2 separate regions of the Bicyclus anynana genome follow, and region 2 is linked to region 1. A link is a contact called in public Hi-C data. All regions are on one chromosome and are shown on one strand. Each heading gives the region's core, a stretch centred on a gene start, on an enhancer-like site or on the middle of the called end of the contact. The rest is flanking DNA. Distances are from core to core; before and after follow the strand shown.

Region 1 (5,015 bases), core at 1,336-3,835:
GTACAATGTTTATCAACGTACAAATGAAAAATGAGGGTAAAAATCGCTAAACATTTCGAACCTAATAATATTTAGCGGATTGGCAGTGTGTTGCCGCCGCCTTCAAAGTGATCAGAGGGTAGCACATAGGTACGATATTATCGCTTTTTTAGTTTTGTGATTTTGAAATCGGTTTAATTTTTTTTGTTAAAAAGATTTTATTGATAAACATTGATTTTGGCTTTAGCATAGACTCACTCTTGATTTTTCCAAATTATTGAATGAACACAAACTATGTTCAATGGGCGTGTTTTCAATATTTTATTATTCATAAGCTTCCAATTAAACAAAAAGGCACATAACTATTAAAATACCCTGTAACAATATAATCCCGGAATATGAAATAAGCTCCAAAAGCTAAGCCATGTTAACGATATCATGACATAGCTTAAACCCCTCCACCGCACATCATTAGCTGGCGATCCCATTGTATGTCCGCTATTAACCTGGCTTAAACGATTTAATTTTAGATTTTCCCTCCAATATATCGGCCAGCCATCGATGCCATCTAATCACTGCCCACAGACAACATAATCCCCCGATTTATTGCCCATAACAACGGACACTGTCGTCAACTGAATTGATACAGTCATATACGTCGCGCTACGGAAAAAGAGCGCTCGTAGCCTAAATATATTTAGACTATAGTCAGTCAACTGTTATCGGACATTGTAAATTACCGCTTTAATAAGTTCTGTCAGTCTGGTGTCTAATAAATTTTATATGATCCGACAGATTAAATTTTAAGGATGTGTAATTGGTATTGAAGTTTTTATTAATTTTAAAATATTACAACATATAGAAGACGTGAATATTTTAGACGCCAATTAATGCCATTAAGCGGCATTTATCTATACTATTTATTATACGGAAGCTACATGAAACATGTTTTAAAGTCGAATATTGCCATATTATTATAGAGATTTGTTTGTACAAATCAGAAACAATAAGGGAAAGCTGCTCGTTATGTAATATAATCATTAATTATTAGCAGCATCTTAGCCTCTGTAGGAAATTTCACACACCTGCATTAAGTAAAACATAAAAAGTGCGTGTAATATTAACTAAAAGAGAAAGTACGAAAAACTGAAAACAAAAAAAGCAAAACTATCAACTGCACAGGCTGACCATAAGCTCTCCTTTCACATGACACGTTCTATACAAGTTAACAGTCGCATAGATTTATAAACAGTTCGGCGCTAATGAAATTATATTGGTCACCCATAAATAACTGGGACCATACACAAGGTGACCACAATGATGCGTATTTACAATGTATTGGTATTGAATAGCGCACTGGTCACAACACAGACCACCCTTAATACATCGGCTTACAATATCTGGGGTGGTACAGAAAGTAGATAGATATTTATTGGGGCATTTGGAAATTTTATGGATGTTCAATAGAATTCTGAATGAACTGTATATAAACCACCTACGCGACATATAAATTATGTAGATGGTATAAACTAATTCATTAACATTTTCTCAGGGAATGTTGTGCCGATTTGAATTTTAACTTTTTAGTGTACACTTAAATTGTGTCATCGTTAATTAGGTGTGATGACCTCTAGCGGATTTGGGAATTCTTAAGTAAAAGCTCCGGCGAACAATTCCAAGTTTGAGCTAATTAAAGATTTAAAATATATACGAGTACGTTTCAACAGGCGATTTAGTATCCTTCCCAAAGCGCGGTAGCTTAAATAATTTAGATCGCAATTAATTTAATCGTATCTACAATATATTTTTCTCCTCAAATATTGTAAAAAAAATTCAAACCTCCCGCTGTGAGACCTTTGAGTGCCCAAGAAACCGGTGGTCAGGGCTACAGAGTGAGGAACCTCTTTACAATACGCGCCGACTCAAGAATACTGCTATTGCATAATAATGCTACTATTTGACCCTTATTCCAGCAGTTAAGCGAAAGCTTCTTAAGGTCGAAATTATTACATACAACATTATTATTATTTTGATTGATATGTTTTTTTTTCACAGAAGATTTTGTTATAGTTATAATTCTGTCTCATTGTTATCTTAAGGTTGTTGTATCAAAAATATCAAAAGTATCAAAAACTGAAATAACTAATTTAACCATATCTTTATACACAACATATAAATAGTTATTTAACGTATAACCACACCTAGAAACTGGAAAAGATGACCATCACACAAACATTTTACATTAGTTTCCATTACTAGGGAATCAAACATGGCGGGATACAGAGAGCAGGGTCACTATTGGTTTATAACCTCGCGGCAATTTTTTTAAAATTAAATATAGCTCAGCTTTCGAACAATAAAAACTATCATTGGTACATTCGTTACGAAGCTACGATGCCTCAGACAGATCATTGTAGGAATCCAACCGACGGCTATTCAGGAAGCAGGATCACTAGTACGCCATAATAGATGTTGTAGACAATCAGTATCTTCTCATGGATTTCCTTAGGGTCATGACGCGTCCAAAATGAGGACAAAGGTTCTGTGGGGAGCGTAGGTAGCAGAGCCTACCGATATTGCCGACAGCGGGGCACCTTTGTCACTGCGCCCATTGTACGGCCTGACGCGATGCACTGACCAAAAATCATTAATTTTGTATCACAAAGCAAGAACCCACAAATCGAAGCGCTGAAAAAAATTAGGGCCATTCAGTTTCGGTCACTGACACAGATGGAGTGGCCCACGGCTATTTTGATTCGAGTTTTAATTATTATGATTCGGATTGCTCTCGCCGGTGGAATTGTGATTATGTTTCTTTACCTGCTTCTTGAGCGATAGGTATTTATTCAATTGAAATTTAAAAGTGGTCTTGTGGTCGCTTTTTAGACCATTACGTTTAGTACTTTTTGATATCAAAGAGGTGTTTTACGGATAAAAGTGATTCGTGTTCAAATACTAATACTTTCAACCTATGAAATATACAAGTAAAAAATTTTAAATTCCCTTACACTCATTGTCAGTTAGAAATTAAAAAAAACGCCAATATCTTCGGATTTTTTATCGGATACTCATATACTCGTACACATAAGCTGAAAGCCACCTCGTCGATACCTTCCGTTTTTGAACAAATGAAATCCGCACCATAATCGGTCCATTCGTTATGAAGCAATGCCACATATACACAGTAATAACAAACATACACTTATAGCACCCTTGTATTTTAAGTCAGAAGTTAAAAAAGCAGTATTTCTATCTATTTTCGAGATTAACTCGCCTACTCCTATTGATGAGGTTTTTCATAAAAATATAAAAAAGTGCTTAGATCCGGCTTAGGATTCTAAATTCAAATTCAAGTCTATAGACGGTTTTTTGTAAAACACCTCGGTTGTTTTATTTTGGTATAGTACATTTCTTTAGCGTTTTGTGAATGATTTAAAACTGTGCGTTACGGATGGTTGCCTCAACTGGAATTAGGTGTATTAGGCTTACCTGTAGTTTACAAGCACTAGAATCGTCAAGTTTGACTATTTATAGAGACTCTAACACCGGTACCGAAGGCAAGTTCTGCTGAAGAATACTGGCTGCATTTCCGCGTTGGACAGCCAGGCTGATCCTTTGCGCAAAAAATGAGCCAGCCCTTCTGTCACCAGTCGAGGCAACTAGCCGCGGTGAAATTTTTTGGCACTGCAACTCCATGGCCCAAGGGTCTCCACGGCAAAAGGTAGAAATATGTAACTCTCAGTCAGAGAGGCATACCTGAGCCACTTACCGGTTTCAGCTTTTTCTGCTGCGACGCCCGGTCTAGATTCTGTCTCCCTGATATGAAGTAAAATTATTAATTTTATGTCTTGTGTGAAGATGAAAGCCAATTTTAATTATTATCTTCGAGTATCTTTGTCATTTTCATTGTCTTTGTCATTTACTTACTGTGCAAAATCTACTACTAATAATAATACTGTTAATACTGTACCGAATAAAAATAGTGAGTGTAAATATGTGAATGAACCCTTTGGTCACACCAAAATCACTTTGTACGTCCGAGCCATATCTGAGCTGTCAATCTTTCATCACTCATTTGTTCTGCCAGTTCGGACCGGGCGTGCCATGTTATTCTATTGAAGCCAGCTATATTATGCTTATCAGTTAATCTACAACTTGCCCATGTACCTGCATTTTCGTGTTTGGACAAATGTCGATGGTTAACGCTAAGAGCTCTTCCACAATCATTCACCAATAACTGTCATCTCTAGACAGTATATAGTGATTTTTGTTCTGAGTGAAGCTAACACATGTCATCATTATCAACCCATATTCGGCTGATTGCTGATCTCGAGTCTCCTCTCAGAATGAGAAGGTTTAGGCCAATAGTCCACCACACAGGCCCAATGCAGGTTTCTTCACGATGTTTTCCTTCACCGTTTGAGACACGTGATATTTAACTTCTTAAAATGCACACAACTGAAAAGTTGGAGGTGCATGCCCCGGACCGGATTCGAACTTACGCCCTCCGGCATTGGAGGCAGAGGTTATATTTATTTATTTATTAAGGAAAATCTCCACTGGGCTATAACGTTCGGCCGACAGTAATGTGTTTATCTTAATTCTCAATTCTCAATAGCAGAATTAGGAACTCGGTGTCTGAGTACGTAAAGCTGTTGATGCTGTGTCTGATTCTTTATGGTCGTGTCAGTTTACTATTCCAAAGGACTAGACAGTATAGGTAAGTCACTTTATTCATGACTACCAGACGCCTTGCGTTTTACCTTTCACCCTTGTGTTTCCCATTATCGTGGGAATAATGGTATAAAATACAGTCTGTGACGTGGCTTTCTATTGGTGACAGAATTTTTAAAATCGGTTTAGTAGATCCAGAGATTTCAACCTCACAAAATTTTCTTGTATAATATTACTACAGACAAGTTAGCCATAAGTGGAATGGTTGTGTATACCATTGCCTCAGATATAGAAAGAGGGAAACGCAAAGCAAGATTAGTTTTAAACTTACTCATATTGTGAGTAATTTACTTGTTCCATCG
Region 2 (5,015 bases), core at 765-3,264, 380 kb after region 1:
TGATTACGACATTGTCTAAAGGGATTATATAGAACAAAGACACTCTAGACTAGGGATTTCAGTGGAATTACAATTTGCATCGTATCCTAAATCGAAAATAAAAACACATACATTAATCACCTGATATAACATGCCTACTGGTCGTGACGATATCCAAATCTCGTTTTAAAAATCGCAGAGCCGCCCGTGTTGTCGCAGTTTCTGTCGCCCGTTGTCGTGGCCGAACGCTCAGCCTAGTTGCATGTCTAACTAAAAGAGATAGTAAATATTAAAGAAGCATGGTTATCTGAAAATTGATCTTAATATACGATGTTGGCAAGCAACTGGGCTTCCATATGCATGGTTTTGTAAGCCACGTTTTTGTAACGGTAACTTTTAACTGAATAATAAAAATAATCTTATTATATCAAACATGAATAATTTTTCTGTCAAAATCTTAAAAAAAGCTTTACCCATTTGAAAGGTTTTTCGTTAATTGTGCTCGCATTAAGAGCGCATAAAATCTACCTCTTCGTTATCAACCCATATTGGGGTCGCTGCTGAGCTCGAGTCTCCTCTCAAAATGAGAGGGGTTAGGCCAATAGTCCACCACGCTGATCCAATGCGGATTGGCATAACATTTAAAACCCTATAATACGTACATACTTGTATGTACGGAGTCGGTCTGTATTAAAAATGAAGCTATAAATTATGCAGAAAGCTCACAAGGTTAAAATCTCGATCTGTCGCCGATGTAATAAATTGCTTGTGTTTTACACCAATCGACGTAAGTTAAATAAAATAAACTTAACTTTCCACGTATCGATATCAACGTATCGAATAAAAAACGTTGACTAAATAAAACAAAATCGATCGAATGCATAAAGTTATCCATGTCCGAAACGAAATGAGTGTAGATATTTACTTTGAGAGAAATAGTAGAGTGGCTATTAATTTAGTTCCCTTATTATTAGTAGCTGCGCCCCGCGGTCTCACTTGCCTAGAACTAACGTTAAAGAGTACCAAATGTCAGCAAAACTATCGCTATATTTTATATTCGTGATTATAATCGCATCATGGGAAATATCGCATATTAATTTTCACACGTCAGTAGTTAACTTTTGGTAGGTATTACAATCGAATTTCGGCTATATTTTTGATTTAAATTGGTTTTAATAATACTAACTGTATTGGAGCTTCAATATTTCAGAATATCTAGTCAAGCGGTCGACTATGACAACAAAGTAGTAATACAAAACTGCGAGTGAATGAAGTTAGAGGTTTTTATCCGTAATCGTGATAATATTTATTTTCCATACCTCATATCTGTGCTCAAAAGATGTAGGTTCTTACCAATGATTAAAAGGGTTTTTGAATATCTATAAGTAAGTAGGTAGGTACTTATAAGATTGTTAATATTTTTCTTCGATGATTGGCTGTTTGTCCGATCTGTTACAAAATTAAAGCTTTGAATATCATTACAAATGAATCTTCAAGATAAATGCATACTACCGTATTATATACGAGTAAATATTTTTCAGTATTAAAACTACAGTATACTCGTACAGTAGTATACAGTACACGATCATGCAAAACGAAAATGCAGTAAAGATCATCAAATTTTTTCTAGTTTATTAAACTATTTTTCGGAGTTTATATCTAAAAAAAAAAATCAAGAATTATCTTTGCTTATTTAATTGATAGACAAGTTGGAATAAAAGAACTTCATGCTTTTGTCTGTGCCTTCACAGTCATTTTGTAATTTAAGTCTGTGATATAAAGGTATATAAAAGTAAATTGAATCTTAAATGAAAGGGTTTTTTTACTTCTGGTTACATTTTTTTTATGTGTAGAGGCAGGGTTCTCTCTGGGTACCTGTGCTCCCGATCCCGTATTAGTAACCACAGAACAGACAACGCTAAAAGCTAACGGTAACTTCTTATATATGTGTTAATAACACACATAGCATTCACGGTAGTCTGCGATGAACTAAAATAAGGTGGTTATGTAAATGAGCTCTCAACTGTCCTCAGCACATTCGTATTAAAAAGCCTCCGCTTCTTTTACTGAGTGGGTGCAGCGAGCCTTAATAAAAGAAATGAACTCTGCTGTCTACCTAAATGTAACTGTAACTTTTTTGGACAACCTAATATAATATTTAAATAATTTCTACTTGTACGTTGCACCTTATCACATCATGGTTGTGTTTTTGGGATAACTGCGGCATTACACTGTCGATTCGCAATTCTTCTTGTCTGTCGGTTTGATACCAGATATAAGAACTAGTAGACACCGCGCGGTTTCACCCACGTGGTTCCGGTTCCTTTAGAAATACGAGGACAAACATAGCCTATAGCCTTTCTTATAAATGGGCTATCTAACACTGAAAGAATTTTTCAAATCAGACCAGTAGTTCCTGAGATTAGCGCATTCAAACAAACTCTTCAACTTTATAATATTAGTATAGATTTAGAGTATGTGCAGAAACTCCACTGTCTTCTGCCTCCTTCCCACTTCTACCACAAAACAGCAAGTTGCCAACGATGGTGTCCTTACTTTGAGAATATCATGGAAACTCTTACTAAACAGTTTGCTTTCACGTTTCTAATTCACACAACTAAAGTCTGGAATGCCCTTCTGTCTTCAGTGCCATCTAGAATTTGAGCACCATTAGGTCTCGTTAACCATAAAAGCCTATCTTTTCAATATTCCTGATGACGTGAAGTCATGATTACTCGTTGTTGTTCATAACCACAACATACATACTAATAAAAGTATAGGATTTACATCATCATCCGATGGACGTTTGCTGATAGACCTCCTGTAGGAACTTCTAAACACCCCATGATTTCAAGTCGCCAGTTTCCAAAAACTTGGGACCCCAATCTCCATCGGCTCTTCATCTCGTTTTACTAGTATTTAGTTTTCCACATTTTATAAATCAAGGTAAGTACCTACTCATACTTTTAGATTAAACGATCAAACCTTTTTTAAAATGTTTGACGACAGATTTTAGACTTTGAAAGACGCTAAAGTTTTTATTAAATTGAAACACAATACCCTTAAAATACAGCCTGATTTGTGGAGGCGTGTAGCTAGGCCAAGAGACAGTACGAATAATTGGATCTTTTCATAATTTTTACTTATTCCTATGATGTTCAGTACCCACCTAGATTTTTTTTATTCTTTACAAGTTAGCCCTTGACTAACCCTTGACAATCTCACCTGATGGTAAGTGATGATGCAGTCTAAGATGGAAGCGGGTTTACTTGTTAGGAGGAACATGCAAATCCACACCCCTTTCGGTTTCTACACGGCATCGTACCGGAATGCTAAATCGCTTGGCGGTACGTCTTTGCCGGTAGGGTGGTAGCCTAGTAGCCACGGCCGAAGCCGATAAGACAATCTCAATCAGCCCAGCCGGGGATCGAACCCAGGACCTCCGTTTTGTTAATCCACCGCGCATACCACTGCGCCACGGAGGCCGTCAACAAAATAAACATTATTTATGGGTTAACAAAATAATTATTATTTATGGATATTACAAAAATACTATTGTAATCAAAGATAATTTTAAATTAATGTAAAATAGAAAAGCAAAATAAGTGTACTACGTATAATCTTATGTTCTACGATAATTACTTGTTAATATAGGAATAATATACAATAATAATAATCTAAGTACAAACTAATTACCTATTATGTTAATGGCTGGATGTTTGGGACGCAGAACCGTAGTACAGACAGAGAGTAGACAGACTTTGCTTTTGATATTGACTGATAAGATGAAGATATAGAAGTATTCGATGACAATATTTGTCAAGTTCCACATATTGTTATTGTAAAAACAAAATGCTTATTATAATTTAATTCCAAGTGACCGTCTCTTGGTCTATGTGAACCTGATTACAATGCCAGTTCCCCAGACCTATGACAGGCTAATCACGATGCGTCAAGGGACTTATTACATTCCGCCTCCGTTAAAGCATTTCCAGATATGTTAATTCTTAATTGTTGGGTTCGAAACGAGTGCAACGTAAACTCGGTTTCAGTCTACTTGGCGAAATAAACCTTACGTGACTGCTGAATTGTGAGTTAAGAATATACAATAAAACCATTTTTGCTGTTTTACGTAAAAATACCAAACTGATATCTTACAAATTAAAAAAATTTAAGCTGCCGAATATCATGAAACTATTAATTACACTCTCGATCAAGTCAATAATATTATCTTTCACTAGCTGACGCCGCGCGGTTTCACCCGCGTGTTTCCCGTTCCCGTAGGGATACGGGGATAATATATAGTCTATAGCCTTCCTCGATAAATGGGCTATCTAACACTGAAAGAATTTTTCAAATCGGACCAGTAGTGCCTGAGATTAGCGCGTTCAATCAAACAAACTAACTCTTCAGCTTTATAATATTAGTATAGATTGCGTTTTCATTTGAGACTCACCAAATAAAGACCCACTCGAGTATGTTTACAGATATTCGGTTATTCGTCTCCAATTTCACCCCCCACAACTTTTAAACGGCTCAACCGATTTTCATTAGAAATATTTAAGAATACTCTTAAATAAGTCATTTTTAATACAAAAAAAAAAACTAAATTGAAATGGCTTCATCCGTTTGGGAGCTATGGTGCACAGACAGACCCCTCTTTTTGCATTGGGGGTGAATTAAAAAATAAATATGCAAATAAACATACCAAAATAATAATGGTGCTACTCAAATTTTAACTATCATATTTAATACTGTAACGACATAAAAATAATAAGTAAAATGGTATTTACTGTTTTATCTGCCTTCAGAACCGGTGGTAGAATCTTTACAAATAGTCAACTGACGTGTCAAAAGTGCTTGGAAACTGAGCCTACTTGAAATAAATGATTTTTGATTTTGATTTTGATTTATTATGGTTCCAAAAGCAAACATAGACGGGATTCAGAAGAATCAACTTCTACACAGAAGCATGTTGACTCATCAATATACTGTTGCAAGGTAAAACGTGTTTTTTGCAAACTATTCCACTATTT

The links. A called contact is a pair of places that touch in the nucleus more often than the background predicts.
Region 2: a Hi-C map of whole body shows a contact between it and region 1, with 2.4 times the contacts expected there. The contact joins two enhancer-like sites. A contact is called at or near these places in 2 of 2 Hi-C or Micro-C datasets (whole body and whole larva).

Annotation. Positions count from the first base shown.
Region 1 is chr13:2,107,321-2,112,335 of ilBicAnyn1.1, forward strand. No RefSeq gene overlaps it. Among protein-coding and RNA genes, the nearest start is that of LOC112045448, 11 kb to the left of the region's middle. Within about 2 kb of position 2,586, at least 6 of the 8 cell types and tissues checked have open chromatin away from gene starts, as enhancers often do.
Region 2 is chr13:2,487,352-2,492,366 of ilBicAnyn1.1, forward strand. No RefSeq gene overlaps it. Among protein-coding and RNA genes, the nearest start is that of LOC112045429, 62 kb to the right of the region's middle. Within about 2 kb of position 2,015, at least 5 of the 8 cell types and tissues checked have open chromatin away from gene starts, as enhancers often do.